Linked DNA regions of Sus scrofa: regions 2 and 3 are each linked to region 1. Evidence: chromatin contacts called from public Hi-C data. All regions are on one chromosome and are shown on one strand. The core of a region is the stretch at or near the end of the contact, and the rest is flanking DNA. Distances in the headings are between cores, read along the strand shown.

Region 1 (4,787 bases), core at 675-3,174:
CCTCAAGTAATTCTGCTTAGGATAAAAATGGACTACTGACTCAACTTCTTCGCCTTTAGGAACATGAGGAAGAAACAAAAAATTACTTTAGAAAATATTAGCCTGGCTTTTCAACAAATAAATTGCTAAGAAAGGAAGGAAAAAAGATAAGGGTTAAAAAAAAGAGCAACAGAAATGTCATATCAACCATCAATCTGTGGACATTTTGTGGATCCCAGATTAAAAGTAAATTAAAAGTAAAATAGAAAATCAATCACGTGAAAAGTGACTAAAGACATATATGAGACAAATGGAATCTTGAACCTGAGTATTCAGTATTTGGTATTAAGGAAAAATTAATTTTCAGCAAGGTAATGGTATGGTGGCTTTGTTTAAAACTAGAACATAGGAGTTCCCGTTGTGGCGCAGTGGTTAACGAATCCGACTAGGAACCATGAGGTTGCGGGTTCGGTCCCTGCCCTTGCTCAGTGGGTTAACGATCCGGCGTTGCCGTGAGCTGTGGTGTAGGTTGCAGATGTGGCTCGGATCCCGAGTTGCTGTGGCTCTGGCGTAGGCCGGTGGCTACAGCTCCGATTCAACCCCTAGCCTGGGAACCTCCATATGCCGCGGGAGCGGCCCAAGAAATAGCAACAACAACAACAAAAAGACAAAAGAAGACAAAAAGACAAAAACTAGAACATAGTAGGGAGTTCCCTTCATGGCTCAGTGGTTAACCAACCCAACTAAGACCCATGAGGATATGGGTTTGATCCTGGCATCGCTCAGCAAGTTAAGAATGTGCTAATGCCAGGAGCTGTGGTATAGGTTGAAGATGTGGTACAAATCCTGCGTTGCTGAGGCTGTGGTGTAGGCTGGCAGCTGTAGCTCCAATCTGACCCCTAGCCTGGCAACTTCCACATACTGCGGGTGTGGCCCTAAAAAGTAAAAAAATAAATAAATAAATGAAATAAAATAAGAACACAGCAGAGTTCCTGTCACTGATCAGTGGTAATGAACCCAACTAGGATCCATGAGGACCCTGGTTAGATCCCTGGCCTGACTCAGTGGGTTCAAGGATCTGGCATTGCCATGGCTGTGACGTAGGCTAGCAGCTGTAACTCCTATTTGACCCCTAGCCTGGGATCTTTCATATGCCACCAGCGTGGCCCTAAATGCAAAAAACAGGAGATCCCATCATGGCTCAGTGGTTAACGAATCTGACTAGCAACCATAAGGTTGCAGGTTAGATCCCTGCCCTTGCTCAGTGGGTTAAGGATCCAGCGTTGCCATGAGCTGTGGTGTAGGTTGCAGATGTGACTCAGATCCTGTGTTGCTATGGCTCTGGTGTAGGCCGGAGGCTAGAGCTCCAATTAGACCCCTAGCCTGGGAACCTCCATATGCCGAGGGAGCAGCCCAAGAAATGGCAAAAAGACAAAAAGACAAAAAAAAAAAGCAAAAAACAAAACAAAACAGAAACACACAGCAGTGTCAACAAATTGATGGAAATACATGAGAGTATGGGTGGGGCAGAATCTATCAAGGCTTTACAGTTGTTGGAGCCAGGAGAAAAACACATGGAAATTCACTGAAATATCCTATTTCTGTGTCTGTTTCAAAGTCTCCACATTAAAAGTTTAAAAAATATTTAGCTAAGGAGAATTTATTAAATGATCTGCTGCTATAAAAACTACAAAGAGGAGGAGTTCCCATCATGGTGCAGCGGAAACAAATCTGACTAGGATCCATGAGGACGCAGGTTCGATCCCTGGCCTTGATCGGTGGGTTAAGGATCTGGCGTTGCTGTGAGCTGTGGTGTAGGTCACAGGAGTGGCTCAGATCTGGCGTTGCTGCGGCAATGGTATAGGGCAGCATCTACAGCTCCGATTGGACCCCTAATCTGGGAACCTCCATATGTCGAAGATGCGGCCCTAGAAAGCAAAACACTCATACAAAGACAAACAGCCACAACTTTGAGATTACTTTTACTAATGCTTAAGTTAAATGGGATGGAAGTTGAGGTTGGGATAAATATGAGAATTTAACAAGAAAATTCCTTTGAAAAAACATTTAGCTAGGGAATTCCCTTGTGGCACAGTGAATTAGGTATCTGCCCTTGTCACTGCAGCAGCCCAGGTCACAGCTGTGGCGCGGATTTCATCCCTGGCCTTGGAACTTCCACATGTTGTGGGGCAGAGCAAAAAAATAAAATAAAATAAAATAAAATAAAATAAAATAAAATAAAACAAAACACCAACCAAAACACTCAACTCAGTATTGATACTTCATGTCATATTGTCCCAGTTTCAGCCCAATTTCACGAAAAGTTTACATTTATAATATATGATTTTACTGACAGGAAAAGAAATCCCTAAGCATCAAAAATCTTAGTGGTTTGAAAACAAACTTATAACTTACTGAAAAAAAAAAAAAGGGAAACAAAATTAAGACTAGTATTGCGGTCACTGCTGAGGAAGGCAAACTGAAACAGGCCACTTTTATCAAATACCAACAGCATTCTTCATAGGAAATTAACTGTGGCTTTGGGCAACCCTCCACAGCAAACAATGATTCCTTCTCCAGGAAGGACACGCCTAAAGCATTCTGTAATGTGGAAATTTTCCCATCAACAAAACACCTGTGTGGTTAATTTCATTCCAGGCATTTAGCTCAAATTAGTTAGAAAGCTGGTGAAGTTGTCAACTTCCTATTGAAATTATTCTAATTTTGCTATTACTTTCCCTGGACTGTATATAACTCAAAATATTAGACTGGGTCTTCTATTTATATTGCATGTAACTGAACAACCAAAATCAAACATGAGAAATTGCCCAGTTTCAAAAAAAAAAATTATTAATGCATAACTTCACAATAGTTACCTTGCATAAAAATCTCCTGAACCTTTTGTTCCTTTACCCAGACTTTCACTTCTTCCTGAAGTTGCGGGTTGTCCCTGAGAACTGGGTTTAGGCTGTCTATGTCGTCCTAGAATTATAGATTAAAAAAAAGGTCCATGTTACGCTGTCCTATCATAAATGTTATCAACTTTCTCTCCTATATGTTCTAAGGACTGAAGAAAATTCCTTGATCTAAGTGTATGCAAAAATGCAAACTTAGAAGTTATAGTTCATTAGCAATAACAACAGAGCCTAAGAAATTAACCCATGGTAAGATTTGATCTTTGACAATGTCTTAAGACAAAATTTGAAATTTACAAATGTGTTTTCTAACTTTAAGTCTTATACAAGTCACCTTTTAAAGAGTTTTACTGTTAGAAGCAATATACAAACCAAAGAAAGAGCTTCAGGTCATCTAAGGTTGGAAGCCAAAGAATCTAGGTGAATATTTTAGTGACAATACATATATACACAAAGATGAGATACCTCTCCCCATAATGCCTAAAATATCAGCTGTAAACTACACGTTATAATCCACGATTTTGATTTAAATGTCATCAAATTAAGTTGTACTTGAACTCATCTGACCAGTAACTTCACTGCTAAGTTTTATTCTTTCAAGCCACTGTCAAAGCATCCAGGCAATTAAAATTACATTATTGATGGTATTATCCTCATAACAGGGTGGATCTAGACACAGAAACAACCGGTTCTCTCTCCTTGGAGATGTGAATCACACAGTCACATGGTTTCCCACAATCTGCTGGTCCCCCGCTGGACTCTTTGACATTCTGTTCTCTCTCTCTCAAAGCACCTCTGCTGCTCCTGCATTTGAGATCAGCGGCAGGAGCCCTAGAGTAGAGCTGGGAAGAACAACAAAGCAGCACTGTCAATTTGGCGGCCCTTTTAAAAGTGGACTAGCAGATCATGGAAACCAGTGAACAGAAGGAGCTAAATGAAGGGACTTTTACCTGGCAAATAAAAATAATTTGGCAATTTAATTTAGAAAAGGCAAAAGGTGGCTGACGAGTACAAAGAATCTCTATCAAGCAGGAAATACTTCACTCTTCTGCCCTAAAGTTTACCCAAGTAAATAAAGCACTTTTCTTCTCATCCCCTTACTGTGTTAAGGGACTACTCTGTATTTATGAAATAACATTGTGGTAAATACTCTGACATTTCATTTATGCCTGGTGAACATCAACAAACAGAAGTAAAGACCTTTAAAATTATCAACTATGTTTCTTGGAAAATATATAGAAATGCTGCTTTATAGCATAAAGTAATACTAAAGTGTATGGAAAAGTGTTATACAAAAAGCAGGTTAAGTCTGTATTTTAGGGGGAAGAAAGCACATGATACGTCTTCCTTTTTGTAAAGAAATTTTCTAGAAATCCCTTTTCTCTATCCACTTAATAATACACTGCATACTTAGTTAATCTCATTATTTTAGTAATAGAAAATACCATGGAGAGTTCAGACTCTAAACTGAAGACACAACAGGTAACAGAATAGTCTAACAGGCAAAACATAAAACTTTCCCAAGGAAAACCATTATCTTTTCCAGACTGTTCTGACAAGTATCAAGTTCTTTTAACATTTTTCTCACTTTAACTTCCATACACAGATCCAAGCTTAACTGTTTGGAGTCAACACAAGCCTAATAGCTTTCCTACCCGACATGAAAGTCCTCCAAATTTTTGAATGGTTTTATTTTTCTGCAGCCCTAAGTCTTCTCTAGTATCAACACCCACCTTTATTACAATTATTATAATAAGATTAACACTCTTATTCTAGAGATTTAAGTGGCATGAAGAAGATGGGAACTTGCCTAGAAAAATCACACAATCACATGGATGTCACAACTGACTTGTACAAAATTTACTATAATCTACTGTTTTCAAGGCTTTATTT
Region 2 (4,787 bases), core at 1,476-3,975, 470 kb after region 1:
AGGTGTTAGACATTTTCTTGAGCTGTCCAGGAAAGCAAGTTTTTCAGCCCTCGAGATGTGAGTCCTGCAGGGAGGACTGCAGCTTAACTGACTGGGATGGGGAAGTAGCTACCATAACTATAAATTTGGGGTAGCCCATGCCACTGGGAGAAGGGAAAGGCTCTCCTTGGCCTGTCCAGGCTACCTAAAGGGACCTCCCAGAGTCATTTCCAGACAATTCTGCTTATCACATACTCTAACCTTGACTCCTGACCTAGCCAGTCATTTAAGATCCTTCACATGCTTCACCACTCCTTTCGGAATAAAGTCCAAGGAGTTTTTTTTTTTTTTTCCCAAGACAATCACCATCAGGCCTAACCTAACTTTTTAGTCTTTCTTGGGTCATCTCTACCTTAGATTATGAACTGCAACTGTACCAGACAACCTCCTGTGCTCCAAACATTTCCTGTATCATCACCTCTCAGTGCCGGGAAGACTTCTGCACTGTGCCTCTTCCTGGAATGCATCTTGCTGAGCACTCTGCCCACTAAATTTCCTCATGATCAAAGCCTGCTCATCCTTTGAGTTTTAGCTCAACGGCGACTCTCTCTGGGAAACATTCCCAGCTCTTTAATCCCCATACCCAGCATAATTAATCATCACTGCCTTTGAGTTCCCATAGCACTCAGTTCACACTGCAGCTTAACACCTTGTTAAGCAACATAGCAGTGGCCTCCCCTAGATTATGAGTTTCCTGAGCATTGAGAGCTTGTCTTATTGGTCTTAATGGCTTAAGCCCTACTGGGCTGCTCTCCATAGGACTGATCCTGCTGGCCCCACTGTGGGATCCTGCCCTTTATTCTCATTAGGGAGCTGCCTAAAGGCCAAAGTTTATTGAGAAGTTGTACAAGCCTTTCCCTGGTGATAAGAGAATCTAAAGATGGACTAGGTGCAGCCTTTTGAAATGCTGGAATTTGTGACCAAGCTGGAGAGGCCAAACATGTTTGGTGGGGGACAAGATTAGGAAGAGATCAAACTTAATCTTTTGGAAAAAGTTCCTAGATGGTCAGTGGGACTGGTTGCCTCGGAGAAGAGCCACCGAGCCACTGATACAGAAAATGATCTAGCATATAAAAGGAACAGTATAACGCTTTAAAAAAAAAAAAAAAAAGATTTGCCTTTTTTGACCTTTTCTCAATATAATTGCTGTTAACTTTATTATTAAAGCTGAATGCCCAAGGTATCAGGAAGCACTCCTAAAAATGGCTGCGAATGCTGCCATTCATGGATTTGCCCCCACCATTTGGATATAGTGGTAGAGGATTTCTATTTCCACAGTCATGGTGCCTTGGTTGTTCTAGTTAGAGTACTAATGATGGGCACTTAAATTAGACCATACAGAGTTATGGAAAATCGCCAGCACTTTCATTTTTATCAGGTCAACAAACTTTAGGGGTTTGTAGCTATTCACCTTGACCTCTATGGGTTTTTAGAACAACAATATAATGTCCAGAATGATAAGAACAAGCAGATGATGTGGCTTTTCTGAACATTTATTCAGTCACCTCAGAACACGCCTAAGGTAGGCTGCTGCCAAAGTACACAGGCCACTGGGTGTGAGCCTGCCGGGAGCAGAGACTGGGAGTCTAATAGAGCTGCTGGCACAGTGACAGTCTGCAGGCCCAGTCTGGCCTGCACGGCAGCTGCACAGGCTCCTGGGACCAGAGCCAGCTGGTGGCTCATGGCATTGGTTTCTGGGTCCTGGCTCCACCCCAAGACCAGCCCAAGCTCCTTAGCCCTGAGCTGGCAGCGGCTTTGTTCTGACTCCAAGTTGAAGTTCAGCCCCCTAAGCCAGAAGATGAAGGCAGGCCCTTGCACCCTAATCTATGCCCTCCTCCCAGCCTGACATACAGTCTGCTCCAGGCAGGCCTTAGGGCCAGAGGGAAGGGCTGGTCCTCCAGGTTTAAACTTGGTTAGCTTAAGAACTTTTCTTATTTTTATTTTTTTGCTTTTTAGGCCCACACCCATGGTGGTTCCCAGGCTAGGCGTCTAATTGGAGCTACAGCTGCCAGCCTACACCACAGCCACAGCAACTGGGATCCGAGCCACGTCTGTGACCTACACCACAGCTCAAGGCAATGTCGGATCCTTAACCCACTGAGTGAGGCCAGGGATGGAACCCGCAACCCCTTAGTTCTTAGTCGGATTTGTTTCTGCTGTGCCACGAAGGGAACTCCTAGCGTAAGAATTTTTATAGTGGTGTTGCCCTCTCTGGGAGTCAGGGGTACACATCTGTGTTGCCACCTGTGCACTGGGCCCCAAGTGGGTATAGAGATCACAAAGGATAGAGCAAAAACTTGGCAGGAGATTCCCCTGACCCTGACCAATCCAGGAACATCCAGAAGGCAACTCAAAAACTAGATTTCATAACTGGCCTTATTTTCATAAGAAGTGTCACCCCAGATCAGGGTCTCCTAAAGACAGAATGGGAACAGGAATAGCACAACATTCTCAAAATAAGATGGATTTCAATCTCTATTAGCATGTTTCACAAACGCTCCAAATAAAAACATCCATGCTCTTAGTCTTCTGCCAAGTGTGTCTAAAGCATCTTTAGAACGTTTTGATATCATTAGTGACTGGAATGGGCAATCTAAGTAAAAGCAGAGTGCTTGCTATGCAAATAGGCTGCCTCATCCCCGAGCCATCCAAAGCTCCTCCCCTTCCGTGTGGAACTCTGAAATACAGAGTCTTTACTTGCATGTTCTCCCCTCGTGTTTCAGGCTAACTCTCCCAGATTGTGAGATACACAATAAAGGAGGGGAAATTATTTTCAGTGCTTCCCTTTTACGAACTCTTTTTTTGGAAACCACAACCTCAGATCCCAGCAGAGGTTCCTGGGGGCTTTAAGAACATCAATCAGTTACGCAGCTGGAGGCCAAGGCTTTCCTCAGGGAAGACTTTTTACATAAAACAGATTGTACTTTGTCCTTGCCAGGGCAGACAAAGGTTTAAATTAAATATGCAGCAAGCTGCAGTTGGCTGTTTGCCACAGCCTAGGGGAGAGGGAAGGGAGATCTTGTCCCTACTCTACTACCTTTTCTCTGTACAGTAGCTACTTCTTTTTCCTGATTTTTTTTTTCCCCCTAGTAGAAGAAACCTGGAGTTAAGTGACCTGGTCTCTGGGCTGGGCTTTTCTGCAAGTTCACTGTACCATATGATGTGAGTTCTTTAGCCTTCTGGGAACTCAGTTTCCTCTTCCTACAATGAAGAGTTTGAGAGGATTTGGAATGGTTTTTTCCATATTTAACCTCCTAAGTTATTTCCAAATTATCAACAGATACCCCAAGCCTTACCTATGAGTAATGTGTTCTCACTGGTCCTGGGGTGACTGGTGTCAACTTAAAAAAAAAACCCAGCACAACCTAAAACTTGAGAATTAAGTTTGATTTGGGGCAAAATGAGCACTATAGCATGGGCGGCAGCGTTTCAGAGAGCTCTGAAATACCACTTCCAAGAGTTAGGGGGCAATGTCAGTATATATGTGATTTTGGTGAAGCATACATTTACAGAAGGTTGCTGCTAGTCACAAGGAGCCAATGTCAACGTGAAGAATTTTAGCGCTTTTCTAGATATGAGGAGATGCAAGAATTGGGCTTATAAAATCTTCTGAAAATATCTAAGTATCTTTAGTCCTGTTCTGCTAGTTTCCCCAGAGCATAGAATGCCTCCACCCTGAGATCCTTTCAGGGGGTGTTGAGGGTCAGCAGCTGTAGTGGCTCATGATTCAATCCATGTAGAGGCAAGTGCCAGTCTCCAATTCACACTGGGGTGACCAAGTTCATTTTTCCTCAGACCCAGGGACCAGAAACGCCATGTTATGAGAGAAAGAAGCCCCATAAAACTTGATAAATAGCAACTGAATCTGTGTCTCAGTTTTCGGTGCAATTGAGACTGACTGGGGTTGTTATGAATTGGAGAGAAAAAGCCCTCAAAAATGAGGTAGCTTCTACCTAACTCACTTCAAACCAATTACTGCCACTTTGGAATGTGAGCCACTGGGGCAGCCAGTTCTTTATTTTAATGTGAAAGCTCTAAACTTTTAAATATTGGCAACTAATTAAAAAAAAAATCCTTGCAAGTTTCACAAAAATAGACAAATAGGAACATGGACTAAATTCAATTTGAAGAGGGTCAGTTTGCCAGGTTCATGGACTTTAAGAAGAATTTTTGTCCTCTCTATCTCACAGAGCTGTTCAGAGAATCTGCGTATTTAAATGTGCATTGTAAGCTGCCAAAAAGTGCTATAGAATGGTAGAACCTTAATAGGTTGTTCAATCACATTTTTCAATATAGAAAAGTTCCACTGAAGAGTAAGTTTCAGGAAAACAACTTTACCTACATTCAGGTTCCCAATGAATTCTTGGCCTGGGAGCTAATGGTTCTTTTTTCCTTTTTTCTTTCTTGGTTAAAAATACTTTTTATTATCTACCTCCATGTTAAAAAAATTGATTTCATGTATTCTACTCTGGAGGAAGCATACTAAAATGGAGTGTGTATTTAAACTCCAGAATTGTACGCTGCATTCTGTAATAATGGTAGCCTTTTAATGTTATTAGTATATTTAATGAACATATTATTTTAGCAGATAATTGAATGTTAAGATTTGTATAGGGTAATATGCATTTTAGTCAATTTTTCTGCCATTTGGATACATGTATTCTATAATACTATAATAATTGCAACAATAAGTCTGCTAAAGACAGTAAATGAGAGTTTTGTTCTTTTCATACTGAAGTATCAGGCAT
Region 3 (4,787 bases), core at 770-3,269, 400 kb after region 1:
GGGTATAAATTATAGAAAGCAGAGCATAACATTCTCAACCAGTATTCCAATTATATTTAAATGATTCAAACTGTACATAACTTTTAAAATCTAAGTTTTCAAAAGTTTATTTTTAAAAACAAAACATAATCTGATTCACATGAACTACCAGTTTATTTATATTGAAGAAACTTGTCTTTTTAGTAATAAAAGCAGATTATAATTTTTTCCTGAGTCTTAGAAAAAAAACGAAATTCTGATGTATATGGTGAATCCAAGTCAGCAGTCACAAAGGCTAGCTGAAATTCTATCATCTTTCAGCCCAATGTAAGGTAAAACCACAATTATGCATAAAAAGTTCAAAAATTCAAGCTTACAATAGAAATGCCAATAAATCATAACTTAAATATCATTAATGTTGGATTCTTCTAAACTTCCCATCAGATACAACAGATGGCAAAATTCAGTAGACAGAGTTTCCAGAAAACTAAAGCTATCAGAACTATAAATAGGGAATGTATTATATACTGGAACATAGCACAAGGCCAAAGCATTAATGCTGTTAAAAAGGGAATAGGATGTGAAGTAAACATCTCTGAAATATAAAACATGAGCAGACCACAAACCAAAACATATGTCACTTTACACTTATTTATCAATCTATGTTTTTAATATTTTTATAAAGAAAACATTTATTTCTACATGATGGTAGGCAATGATTTTTTTTTCTGCCTCCCTGACTACTGTGCAATCTTCAAACCCTTTCCCAGACTGGCATTATCTCATCAAGATTTCTCCTTGGGGAGTTCCCGTCGTGGCTCAGTGGCTAACGAACCTGACTAGGAACCATGAGGTTGCGGTTTCTATCCCTGGCCTCACTCAGTGGGTTAAGGATCTGGTGTTGCCATGAGCTGTGGTGTAGGTTGCAGATGTGGCTAGGATCTGATGTAGCCGTGGCTGTTGCGTAGGCGGGCAGCTACACCTCCGATTAGACCCCTAGCCTGGGAACCTCCGTATGCTGAGAGTACAGCCCTCAAAAGACAAAAGACAAAAAAAAAAGATTTCTCCTTAAAGTTAACTTGTCCTATCTTCAACAGGTTTTTGTGTTCAGATGTTCTTATAGAGTTCTTTCCTCCTCTTCGCAGCTCAGGGCTTCTGCCAGCCTGTCCCTATCTTCAGGGTCTTGGCCTCCCTTGGATGGAGCAAGAGAAAGGCATGCCTGAGGTTCTGCATTACCTGTTTTCCACCAGCCACGTGCAGGGCACTAAGGATGGGGCTCTTTTTGCAGATGCCAGGCCACTGCTTCTAAGCCACACAAAGCTAATGGAGTTTCTCCTATCTCACAGCTTCCCTCTGCCTATTCCCAGAGGAGGCAACCACTAGCCCCATGGTTCACCTGAATCTATCTGTATGTTTCTATCACCACCCCACACAGACTCCACCTCAACAGAGTTAAAGTATGGGAACCACACACACTCCAAGTTCCTTTTCCTCATCTCTCCTTTCCCTCCCTAAACTGCAACTTTCCCTAAATTTGCCTTCTCCGCTGGAAGGTGCTGCTCTTACATCATATCCTACTTCTGTGCAAAGTGACCTTTGCCCTTTCTCTTCCCTGGGACCACAATGGCCGCATGGCTGCAGAGGAACCCAATTTAGGGGAGGAATTAAAACAATATATCAGTTCAGGATCTTCTAGATAAACCTCACTATGCTACAGTAAATGGTATCCAATGTTCTTGATAACTTTACAGTTCTCAAAACACTTTCTTATCTGTTATCTCACTACTGTCATATTACAACAGGATGGTTGGGTTCCCAAAAAACAGACTCTAAGATTGCATGCAAGAAATTTCTGGGGGTGAGTGCTCTTAGGAACAGCATCTGCAAAGGATTGAAGGAAACAAGACTGAGCAGATAGAGAGGTTGAGCTGTGCTGCTAGAACAGTGGGCTCTGCCAATCTCATGAGGAGCTTTGGAGTTGGGATAGCCTTTCATATTTTTCCCATATTGAGGCAAGAGGGCTTGTGCTTTAGAGCTCTGAAATGACGGTCATTGGATCGGAGCTGCTTCCTAGGAAGAGGACATGACCTTGGCTAGGGCAGCTGCTTTCAGCTGTAAGCAATTTTCTAGAGGGACTAAGATGAAAACAGTTAGCTGACAAGTCCCAGGCAGCTGGGCAGTGAGTGCTGGAGGGGGTCTTGGGACACATCACTGCACCCACTGTAGTTAACCAAAACTGAACTTACTTCCTGCCTCTACTCCATATTTTATGCATGAGAACCTGGGGCACGGAGAGAGTAACTAGATCAAGTTCCCAGAGCCTATGAGCAACATATTTTATTTCATTTGGCCTGCAAAATAATTCTATCAGGTATATCTTGTTAACCCTTTTCTGTGGACAAGGCCACTGAGACTCGGGAAGTTTAAATGATTCCTCCAAGTATTCAAGGCCAGCAAATGGTAGAACAAAGATCCAGATCATCTAACTTCAAGTCTGTGCTTTCTGTGTCTCACATACTGACTGGATCACGCTAAAGTTGCTTGGAATAAAGAAATTTTAGGACTGGGAGAGACTTCAGCAAGCAGCCCAACCCACTCCTTTCTCAGAGAGGTAAAGTAGCTTGGTAAATTGTTCAGGGAAATGAGGCTGGTGAATAACATCTCTGGGCCTCAGTCTTCTTATCTATTAAATGGAATGAGTTGCCCACCTACAGAGTGGTTTTAAGATTCAAATAAGATAATGGATGCAAAATAAACTTGAAACTGACTAAAATGGTACCAAAGTGTCAGTGTTTAGCCCTTTAGATATTATGTTGTGGGTAAGAAGGGACTTCCAGCTGTTAAGAGCAGATGCAGGCTAGTAGAGGAGATGCAGGCTAGTAGAGTAGAATGTAACATTTTAAGTTTGGGGGATGTTTGCACAGAAAATGAGTCTATGACTTAATAAATTCTATTAGTTCAGATTCCTGTTAAAGGTGGGCAGGTTTCTAGAAAAACAAAAATGAAAACAAAACAAAAGCACTTATTTGGTGGCAGGTTTTGATTAGAAGGTACAGTCTAGGAAGTATTTGTTGTGAATAATTCTGACCGATATTCAGAATTCAAAATCACATAACTTCCTATTCTCAGATAAAAAATAGCACAGCTTAGTTTGCTTTGGTGTAAAGGAAACATCAAAGTTCCTTCCTCTGAACTTTGGAACTGTTTGTGACATAAAAACAAAAGATCCAAATATTTTTGTGCTTTCTATTGTCAGGCAGGCTGAGTTCCTAAAACACCACAATTTAACAAATTTAGGTTATTTGGCTTCTTTATAGTCACAACTTCTGCTGTACCAGTTCTTAGCATGGAACTTGGAATTTTCTCTTCTAGAAAAGTTACAGGTGAATTTATTTTCCACATTTTTTTTTTTAAATGACTACACCTGTGGCAAATGGAAGTTCCCAGGTTAGAGGCTGAATTGGAGCTTTAGCCATAGGCCTACACCACAGCCATGGCAACACTGGATCCTTAACCCCACTGAGGCCAGGAATCGCACCTGCATCCTCATGGACACCATGTTGGGTTCTTAACCCACTGAGCCACAATGGGGACTCTTATTTTCCACATTTTTAATATCACGAGATAGAAAATTCTAGTCATAAGTTTGTTTATAACAATAACAATGCTATCTTTTTAAAGGACAAGATGAATGTTATCTATTGCTGCATAACAAATCACCCCAAAACTTAAAATAAACTTCATAACAGTAATTGTGTATTATCTTTCACAGCTTCTCTAGGTCAGGAATTCTAACAGTTTCGATAGGTGGTTCTGGCTTGGAGGGTTCTCTCAGGAGGTTGTAGCGAGATGTCAGCTGAAGCCTTGTGAAGACTTGACGCATCATGGAGGATCCGTTTCCAAGGGGTCATTCACATGGCTGGTAAGGTGGTGCTCTCTACTGATGGAAGACCTCAGTTCCTTTCCACGTGAACTCTGTAGTGCTGCTTAAGTGTTCTACGAGTGTAGCAATTGGCTTCCCCCAGACTGAGCAACCCAAGAGAACAAGGGGGGAGTTCCCGTCGTGGCGCAGTGGTTAACGAATCCGACTAGGAACCATGAGGTTGCGGGTTCGGTCCCTGCCCTTGCTCAGTGGGTTAACGATCCGGTGTTGCCGTGAGCTGTGGTGTAGATTGCAGACGCTGCTCGGATCCTGCGTTGCTGTGGCTCTGGCATAGGCTGGCGGCCACAGCTCCGATTAGACCCCTAGCCTGGGAACCTCCATATGCCGCGGGAGCGGCCCAAGAAATAGCAAAAGGACAAAAAAAAAAAAAAAAAACAGAAAACATAACACAGAGCAGCCCTCAGCCCTGATCCACTGTGGGAGGAGACTGCCCAAAGACATAAATACAAGGAAGTGAGGATCACAGGGGACAGTCTTGGGAGCTGTAGTTGGCTGATGTGTGAATTCCTGTCATTTAAATTATTATTATTATTATTATTTTGCTTTTTAGGGCCACACCTACAGCATGTGGAGGTTCCCAGGCTAGGGGTCAAGTCGGAGCTACAGCTGCCAGCCTATGCCACAGCCATAGCAACATCAGATCCTAGCCACATCTGCGACCTATACCACAGCTCACAGCAATGCTGGATCCTTAACCCACTGAGCAAAGCCAGTGTTTGAACCCACAGTCTCGTGGTTCCTAGTTGGATTTGTTTTTGCTGTGCCACAACGGGCACTCCCTTCCATTTAAATTATAATGAATCAAAAACATGTAATGAGAGGTCTAATAGCTCTCCTTACCTATCTCCAGAGGAAGAAAAATGCC

The links. Hi-C and Micro-C count contacts between places; a contact is called where the count stands out from the background.
Region 2: a contact with region 1 is called in a Hi-C map of retroperitoneal adipose tissue, with 3 times the contacts expected there. The contact joins two enhancer-like sites. A contact is called at or near these places in 1 of 5 promoter capture datasets (liver), 21 of 47 Hi-C or Micro-C datasets (alveolar macrophages, embryonic fibroblasts, epiblast stem cells and 11 more) and 2 of 2 datasets of contacts at active chromatin or transcription factors (alveolar macrophages and skeletal muscle).
Region 3: a contact with region 1 is called in a Hi-C map of retroperitoneal adipose tissue, with 2.0 times the contacts expected there. The contact joins two enhancer-like sites. A contact is called at or near these places in 1 of 5 promoter capture datasets (fetal liver) and 15 of 47 Hi-C or Micro-C datasets (brain, embryonic fibroblasts, epiblast stem cells and 8 more).

What each region holds. Positions count from the first base shown.
Region 1 is chr14:66,687,022-66,691,808 of Sscrofa11.1, forward strand. It overlaps JMJD1C (probable JmjC domain-containing histone demethylation protein 2C), which reads right to left. Exons shown (of 26, transcript XM_021073644.1): 4 at 2,856-2,961. The coding sequence starts at 2,862. Among named protein-coding and RNA genes, the nearest start is that of NRBF2, 99 kb to the left of the region's middle. Within about 2 kb of position 1,925, at least 3 of the 83 cell types and tissues checked have an H3K27ac peak or open chromatin away from gene starts, as enhancers often do. A contact at or near this core is called in retroperitoneal adipose tissue, where this site is marked.
Region 2 is chr14:67,158,161-67,162,947 of Sscrofa11.1, forward strand. No RefSeq gene overlaps it. Among named protein-coding and RNA genes, the nearest start is that of JMJD1C, 190 kb to the left of the region's middle. Within about 2 kb of position 2,726, at least 52 of the 83 cell types and tissues checked have an H3K27ac peak or open chromatin away from gene starts, as enhancers often do. A contact at or near this core is called in retroperitoneal adipose tissue, where this site is marked.
Region 3 is chr14:67,088,877-67,093,663 of Sscrofa11.1, forward strand. It overlaps LOC102164693 (a long non-coding RNA gene), which reads left to right. Exons shown (of 3, transcript XR_307586.3): 2 at 3,752-3,901. Among named protein-coding and RNA genes, the nearest start is that of JMJD1C, 120 kb to the left of the region's middle. Within about 2 kb of position 2,020, at least 8 of the 83 cell types and tissues checked have an H3K27ac peak or open chromatin away from gene starts, as enhancers often do. A contact at or near this core is called in retroperitoneal adipose tissue, where this site is marked.